2 separate regions of the Mus musculus genome follow, and region 2 is linked to region 1. Evidence: chromatin contacts called from public promoter capture Hi-C data. All regions are on one chromosome and are shown on one strand. Each heading gives the region's core, a stretch centred on a gene start, on an enhancer-like site or on the middle of the called end of the contact. The rest is flanking DNA. Distances are from core to core; before and after follow the strand shown. Region 1 holds the start of Ppm1m (protein phosphatase 1M). Region 2 holds the start of Qrich1 (glutamine-rich 1).

Region 1 (4,187 bases), core at 987-3,486:
TGATTCAAATCCTTTCAGGACTTTTAAGACCTATAGAGTCTTAAGAACAGCTCTTTAGCATTGCACCGATGGCCCCTGCTAAAGATGGCACCCTTACTGTTGGCTTATGCCAAGTACAAATCCATCTTGGCCAGCCAGTCCTCCTCATTTCTAACCCTCCTTTTATTGTCTCAACTCCCCCTGGTACCCTCCTGCCCACAGCCCTGCCTGCCCTCCAATGGTCCACTCACCTGCTGTCCCCAGCATTGGCCACATACAGCTTCCCTTGCAGGAACACCGCCACCAGGGCTGTACAGCCACCCACCTGTCCTGAGGCCTCCAGCTCTCTCCCAATCACATCATCCTGGAGCAAACCAAGGTTGGTAGAGCTACCACGCCACCACTTCCAGTCCCCTTACAATGGCATTCCCACAAGCAGGCCTATAGCATCTCAGCTCAAAAAGCTTGGCTATTAACTCTTGAATACCTCGTAAAGAGAATTGCACAAGGGAAGTGTAATTCAAAACAGGAAGAGAAACCACTGCCTGCACTGAGGGCCAATGGCATGTACAGGTGAGCAGTTAGCACACAGCAGGAACTAGATACATGGGAGGGGTAAGCTGAAGACCATGGGGCTGTTACCAGGAAGGAAGGAATCAGCAACTTCTCCACAGTCCAAGGAATGGTGACTATGGTGTGCCCTTATACCTGGACTTCTTTAAGTCCCTGGGGGGACATGTCCCTTCTCCCCATAGGCCCCACTCACACATTCCTGGAAGGCGTTCTCCAGAGCCCCGATCACCAAGTCTTCTGCCTGGATCCCCTTTTCCTCCACGAACTGGGGGTCACTGGGGCAGACACAGCGGCCACTGAGGTGCATGGGGGGCTGAGGGGCTATCATGCCTTCAACCACAGCCTCCAGCTGCCGGCGAAGGCAAGAGTGCAGGGTGTTGGCAGCCAAGATAGCTGCAGCAGGGCCACCATGCCCATCAAACAGTGCCCAGTAGTGACCCGTCAGGAACTGCATAGGAAGAGCTCTGTGTCAGGCACCACCAAGCTTCCCCAGATGTCCCCCTGGCCCAGCCCGAACTAGGACATGAGACAGTAAGACAAGGCAGTGCTCACCTCCTCTGGGCACACCGTCAGCCACTCTTGATGTTCTTCGATCCCAAACTCACATCGCCGGATGCATAGCTTCCCGCAAGCAGCCTGGTCTTCGTTGAATTCAGATTTTTCTGCATTGATAACCCTAAGGCCACGAAATCAACCATGATGTCTCATCTATGTCATTGTGGGCACAGAGACTCCACTTGGGACAACTGCTTCTTGGTGCTGCGCCCTGACACACTTGGACAACTTTGTGTGTGTGTGTGTGTGTGTGTGTGTGTGTACAAAGGCCAGAAGTGGCTTGCCCTCCTCCTTAGTTTTTGAGACAGGTTGGTCTCTTACTAAATCAGGGCTCATTGATTCAGCTAGAATTTCTGGCCAACAAGTCCGGGAGTCTTCCTGCATCTGCCTCCGGAGTGCTAGGATTTCAGGCCCCGACTGGCACTCCCAGCTTTTTAACAAGGTTGCTGGGGATCCCAACTCCAGAGCCTCATGCTTGTTCTGCAAGTTTTCTAACTGTTCGCTGGCTTGCCCCTTTTAGAGTCACTGTACTGGCCCAGGGTTTGGGAAGTCCCACCTCAGTCCCTACCTTATCCCACAGAGCATAGGCCAAACCCTAAGTGAGGTGCGAGGTGGGACATACATCTGCAGAGGCCAGAAGAAAGGAGGGTCCAGCCGGGTGCGAGCCCTCCCGGGGACCTCCAACCTTCTCAAAAGAAAATGCCAAAGTGAGAAAAAGGAGAAATGCTGTCAAGGTTGAAGACAAGAAGAAGGTTAGCGGGGATGTGCACACCCCGTCGGTTTTCCAGGTCAGCACAGAACCAGACGGGATCAGGCAGAGGGTCTGGAGGGAACGCGGGGGGGGGGGGGGGGGCAGGGACACTCACTCTGCGTAGCCTGCGTTCCAAGGCAGTGTGCGGCCCCGTGCTGGGCTGCGCACCGGCCGGGCATCGGGGCGGCGCGAGGCGTCAGTGGCGCCCGGGCTGGAGCCGGAGCCGCGTAGAAAGCGGGGCCGGTGATAGGGCACCGGGCTGGAGCGCGGCCCGGCTGGCCGCGGCTCTGGAAGTGGACCCCCGGGTAGGAAGCGGCGCCGGAACCAGCCGGCGGACATTGCGTGGCGGCCGGGGGCTGCCCGCGCACGGCGGGACACCAGGGTCCCGCCCGCCCGCCCGCCACTGGGAGGAAGCGAGCCTGGGGGTGGGGCCTGGGGGTGAAAGAGGCCACGCCCCATCCCGCCCATCGGCCCCTGTGTGTGCGGCCAGTTTCTTTGGCCTTCTGTAAGAAGGAGATGTGGTCACATATCCCACTTTACAGGCAGGATAACCGAGGCCTAGCGAAGTGAAGACGCCTGCTTGCGTCAGAGTACCACTGAAAAGGCACAAAGGCTCACCCGCACCTGTGGGACTCGATCCTCTGAGAGTGGAAGCCCTTCCCCTCTACTCTAGGAACCGTGGAGAGTCATCCAGGATGGGTGCTGGGCAGGCGCTTACAACAGAGCCTTGCCCTGCTAGCGACGGTCTTCCGCAAGGGGAGGACGGGGACAGTATGTCCTTGGAGGTGTAAGAGCGGGCTCAGAGTGCTCCAGAGTTCTATTCACCCTCGACCTCATCTTCAGAAGCCCGCTCCCAAATGTCTGCCCCTACAGTTAAGATGGCTTCTCGCCTGCGCAAGTGCCTCCCTGGAGTGTGAGTGACGGACAAGAGGAACCTATGGGAATTTAAGAGGGAGTGTAGCTCCTTTCTCCTGCTGGTCTAAGGTGCAGCCTTGGACTGAGGGAAGTGGAAATTTTCACCAACCTCTTTTGTTTTGAGAAGGCGCTCACCATGTCATCGCTCTGGCTCAGGATGTCCCTTTACCCCTAGATAGCTATAACTATTGGGGGAGAGCGCCTGTCACTTTCTGTCGCCTAAGTCTAGGTGCCCCTCTGCAAGGCCTCAATTTCCACTTCATAAGGGAGGACTCAGACCCACAGAGGGGAAGTGTTAGACGCCCAGGGTTCCCAGTATGACAGTGTAGTTGAGTCAGACCACCCCTCAAGCCATTTCGCTTCCTCTTTTTTCCTCCAGGAAACCAATTTAAAGTCTCTAAGGCCTAAGGATGGATGGATGAGGGGTTCCCTACCGTTGACTCTGCTCCTAAGCCCAGCCTAGTACTCACTAGGCCTCTCTTCCTTTAGTCAGTTAGCCCTGTTTTGCCAGCAGTTCCTCCTGCCCAAAGAGGAAGGCTCTTGGGAAACAGCTGCACCCCAGTAACTGGGGTAGGGGCTACCCTACTGAGCCCACCCAGTAACAGCCACACACTGGGAGTAGGAGGACAGTGTTAACAGAGGGACTGCTGAGCCCGGATGTAATAGTAGTTCTGATAGTGCCTGGCCCAGCTGTGAATGGGGACAAGGTCTGAGACACTCCCCACTCCCAACCCCTGCTTCCAACTAAGGAGGAGAAGGATACATATGATAAATCTTCCTTAGTTACTTTAGTTCTTGCTATAACAAAGTATCTGCAAAAAGCAACTACAGAAGGAGTAGCTTCCTCCATCACAGCAGCAGCAAGAGAATCGGGGATGCTAGGCAGCTGGTCATGAGAGTCTGCCACCAGGAAGAGGTGTGTTCAGACCCCAGCCCACAGCGGGTGCTGCTCACATTCAGGCCTGGTCTTCCCTCCTTCTTAAACTTTTTGGGGAAATGCCCTCACAGACAAGCTCAAAGGTTCCACACCTGGATAATTAATTTTACAATCAAGACCATCACCACACTGTTTTACATAAGCTTGCATTGCCTATTTACCCAGCCTTGACAATCACAATTCTTGTCAAAGTTTTAAAATGTTTGCCTACAGTAAGTAAGATTCCAGATACAGCTCAGTTTTCATGTATTTAATGAGTACGGACCAGGCAAGCAGCTCCTCATCGACTTGTGGGACAGCATCCATCTTTGTGGGTGGCCTGTTTCCTTTATCCAGTTTTCTACCTCACCACCTTTTTTTTTAAACCTCTTTTTTTTTTAAAAGATTTATTTATTTATTTATTTGTTTATTTATTTATTTATTTATTTATAAATTATATGTATGTACACTGTAGCTGTCTTCAGATATTCCAGAAGA
Region 2 (3,912 bases), core at 1,152-3,651, 2.3 Mb after region 1:
GTGTGTTGCTAACAGTCTTCATGTTGGTCCCTGGTCTGATTCCATCTTCCTCACTTCTAGGGCTCCAGTGGCTGTGTGGAACGCTTGGAGGTGACCTGTAGACGAGCTGATGCTGGAGAGAAGCCCAAGGCCTTTATTCACTGGGTATCACAGCCTTTGGTGTGTGAGATTCGCCTCTATGAGTGCCTGTGAGTGAACATAGCTGGAATTGAGACTGTCACAGGATGGGAATTGCATGCTGTGGCTCTCCAGCAAGGGCCTGACTTTCACTCTGGCTACAGATTCCAGCACAAGAACCCCGAAGACCCTGTTGAAGTGCCTGGTGGATTCCTAAGTGACCTGAACCCGGTAGGCTCATAGAATGTGAGGTGAGGGTGGTGGGCTTCTGAGCTGGACAGCCACTTGGATTCTCTGTCTGCAGGCGTCACTACAAGTGGTAGAAGGAGCATTAGTGGACTGCTCTGTGGCTTTGGCAAAGCCCTTTGACAAGTTCCAGTTTGAGCGCCTTGGGTACTTCTCTGTGGATCCAGACAGCCATCAAGGACAGGTGCTTAATTTGACCCACCTATACCCTTCTGTGTACTGATGGTGGAAGCTGTTCACTGTGATAAACACTCTCCCTACATCCCCTTAGCATTCTCCAAATAAGTTGGGAGGGACATTCATTACTTTCCAGTTAAGTCCAAGCACAAAATTTTATAGGGCTCTAACTTTTTTTAAGATTTATTTTATTTTATGTTAGTATGCTGCTGCTGTCTTCAGACACACCAGAAGAGGGCATCAGATCCCATTACAGATGGTTGTGAGCCATCATGTTGTGAATTGAACTCAGAACCTCTGGAAGAGCAGTCGGTGCTCTCAACTGCTGAGCCACCTCTCCAGCCCCGGCCCTAACTTTTTTACTCTTCAAAGTAGCAGGCAAGCTTAGAGTTTGTCATAATCCTCATGAAACTAAGGCACAGCACAGGCATCTAGTCCTTTATCTGAAATTACAGAGTTATTGACAACCTTGGTACCTCACCTCCATGATACCTCACCTCCTAGGTGATGAAGGGGAAGTAAGAAGCCCGGTTCGGGGTTGTTGGTCATTTTTCTTCTACTGCCTTTCAGATTGTCTTCAACCGAACTGTCACACTAAAAGAAGACCCAGGCAAAATATGAACTGAATACATGTGGCCCTACCTCATCCTGGAGGCTGGGGGTGCCCTTCAGCACTCCACACTCCGTTTCAATAAAGAATAACTAAATCCCTCTGGCGTCTCTCTGTTGTCTGCCTTTCTAATATCTGAGGACCCTGGAGAAATAGTTTGTTAGCTGGCAGTGGTGGGTCTCATATGTCTTCTGGAAGAATGCACTTCCCCAGAAAAGAGCCAGCCACAAAGTCACTACTGCACTTGGTTCTCAAAGGCAGGTGCATGGCTGGAATTAGCTCAGCACTTACTATGATAAACCTGAGAACCCCAGAGATGCTGTTGCACAGTCACCAGTCCTATGGAGGGATCTAGGTTTGTGTCTTTGTGGCTAGAGATCAAGAGACACATGACCCCCCGTGTGATCATTTAGAAAAAAGCCCTGTCAACTATTTAAGCATAGTGAGATAAATCATGAATGCTGTTGTGGCCTTTCCAGTTTGGGGACCCCAGCAAACTCCCTGGATGTCTATACGGTGCTGAGATGAGATTCCTGGCTATGCTGGCCCTTGGATTGGACCCCGTCTCAGAAATTGACTTCTGAAGAATTTGAAGATTAGAGTTTGCTAGGACAGGAACAAGTGCAGAAGGCACTAAGGTTTGCCCCAGACTGAGGGCCCCCTGGGTTGCTGGGAGCTTCTGGTGAGGCTGTAGGTGAGTGCCTGCAGCTTTAAAGCCTTCCACATTTTCCCTGTATACAAACACTAGGCTACCCAAGGCCTGCTTTAAGGTGGACCTGACTGTGGCAAAGCGATCTCAGATGAGAGGTGGTGCTGGGGGTTCCTGAAGCTGTTTTCTCCCGTGCACTAACGCCCCGAGCGCTTCCCAGGCGCGGCACAATGGTTAAAGCTGCGCCCAGTTCAGGGGTTTGAAAGGGGGCCACCTTAACCACGAGGCCGAGCTAGGCCCGGCCCCGCCTCGCGTGGAACTGTGCAACTAGAGGAGGCGCTAGCGGGACACCGTAGGTGGCTTCAAAAAGCATGCTTTCAGACCCAGGGCAGGGGCAAAATACCCCTGGATGCTGAACCCCGGGCCTAAGCCCCGCCCCGCATGGAGGGGTGCCCATGGGCGTGGCGCTCCTTCCCACAACGAGGGGTACGCTCTCCACTCCAACCGGTTCCCTCTGTGGCTGCAGCGTTCCCTTTAAGCCTGGCAGGCAGCTCTCGCGGGATCCGACGCTCCGGTTCTCGCGAGAAGGGCCTTCGGCTCCCATTGGCCGTGAGGGCTGAATGTAAGATGGCGCCCAGGGAGCTGTGAGGAGAAAATCCTGTCGGTCTCGGAGCGGCGACGGCAGAACCGAGGCCCCGGGCGGTGAAGCGGGGCCGGCGGGTAGAACGGAGGCAGCGGCGGCGGTGACGTCGCCGGGTGAGGGCTCTGGTGAGGGCGGGGACGCAGCAAGGCTCTGGCTCGAAGGCGGCAGGCCCACCCTACACAACGGCGGGCGGGCGGGGGCGGGCGGGCCGCTGCCGCTGGGCCCAGGCGACCTCAGGGCGGCTTCAGAGCGGAGAACGTCCCTCGGCTCGCGAGCCTCCGCCCCACGGGTGGGGGAGGGGCGGGCCTGAGGGGCGGGTGGGCGCGGCGCACGGGGGCGCGCGGAGGCGCGCGCGCACGAGCGTGGCTTTTTTTTTTCTTTTTTTTTTTTTTCTCATTTTTCTGCGCGCGCGCGTGCGTTATCGTGCGCGCTGTGCGGTCCTCTCGTTGCGCGTAGCCGCCCGACGTGCGCGTCCCCGTTGGCTCTCAGCTGTGGCCCGTGGGCTAGAACGGCTTCCGGGGCGCGCGCCACCCCGCGACCCCCCGGTTTTGCGGCGCGCGCCCTGCTGTTGGTCGCTCACGCTGTCCGGAGTGCGCGCCGGACGCCCCTTCCAAGAGGAGGGCAGACGGGCGGGCGGGCGAGCGGCCTGGCGGACGACCGACCTGCCGACTGGGGAAGGTTGAGGGTTGGGCCCTTGTCCTCGTGACGTCCGGGGCAGCGGTGGCCTAGGTCTGCGGAGAAACATAGCGGCTTTGCGGTCTGGCTTGCGGCTCCGCTCCTCCGGGAGGCGGACAGGAGTGCTCGTACTAACTGAAGAATGCTGTTACTTAAGCGAGGCCCAAGGACTGGGTGGGTGCTTGGGGAGGGTGCTGCTCTGCTTGGGAAACCGAGTCCTGCTGGCCGGAGAGGGCATTGGGTCCCCATGGGTTTCCTCACCTTGTACTGGTGCTTTGTGCTGAGGAGAGAAGGTTACCATTACCAGGCCCCGCTTTTCTTCCATTAGAACCGATTCTTCCATAAGCGCAGTTGATACACGTCACCTCTGTGCGCTCCGGAAAGAGATCCTCCTCTGTATATGGTATCAAACTCTCGGAGCTCTAAAATTCCGCTTTAAATCCTCACTTAAATGCAGCCTCCCCCCCCCCTTTTTTTTTTCCACCTCCGCGTGGGTGGGAGGGGCTTGCCTTTCTGTTCTTGATAAGGGCTGTTTCTTAACCTTGATTAACTTGATCAATGCTTTGCCGGTTTTTTTCTTTGTAATTTCTAAAATGTCCAGCAAAAATTTCTAAAATCTGCCTGTCACTATAAAAACTATGTAACTGAAGTTCTTCTCAGCTTTTTTTTTTCTTTCCACATTTTGTTTCAGTGCTGTGATCTTCTATCTAGGAAATTCTAGGTTTGTGATGGAGAAATACACAGCTCTTTTTTTCTAAGACAAAACATCTGCTAGTTTATTTTTACAATTTTGTT

What was found. Promoter capture Hi-C pulls out the DNA fragments that hold promoters and counts their contacts.
Region 2: a contact with region 1 is called in a promoter capture Hi-C map of pre-B cells, with 2.1 times the contacts expected there. The contact joins the promoter of Qrich1 here to the promoter of Ppm1m in region 1. A contact is called at or near these places in 1 of 39 promoter capture datasets (pre-B cells) and 1 of 484 Hi-C or Micro-C datasets (embryonic stem cells).

What each region holds. Positions count from the first base shown.
Region 1 is chr9:106,196,997-106,201,183 of GRCm38.p6, forward strand. It overlaps Ppm1m (protein phosphatase 1M), which reads right to left and starts at 2,237. Exons shown (of 10, transcript NM_026447.4): 1 at 1,974-2,237; 2 at 1,105-1,228; 3 at 746-1,000; 4 at 231-343. The coding sequence starts at 2,197.
Region 2 is chr9:108,514,686-108,518,597 of GRCm38.p6, forward strand. Qrich1 (glutamine-rich 1) reads left to right here and starts at 2,402. Exons shown (of 10, transcript NM_175143.5): 1 at 2,402-2,555. Qars (glutaminyl-tRNA synthetase) reads left to right here. Exons shown (of 24, transcript NM_133794.2): 21 at 61-188; 22 at 282-348; 23 at 422-547; 24 at 1,111-1,256. The coding sequence ends at 1,161.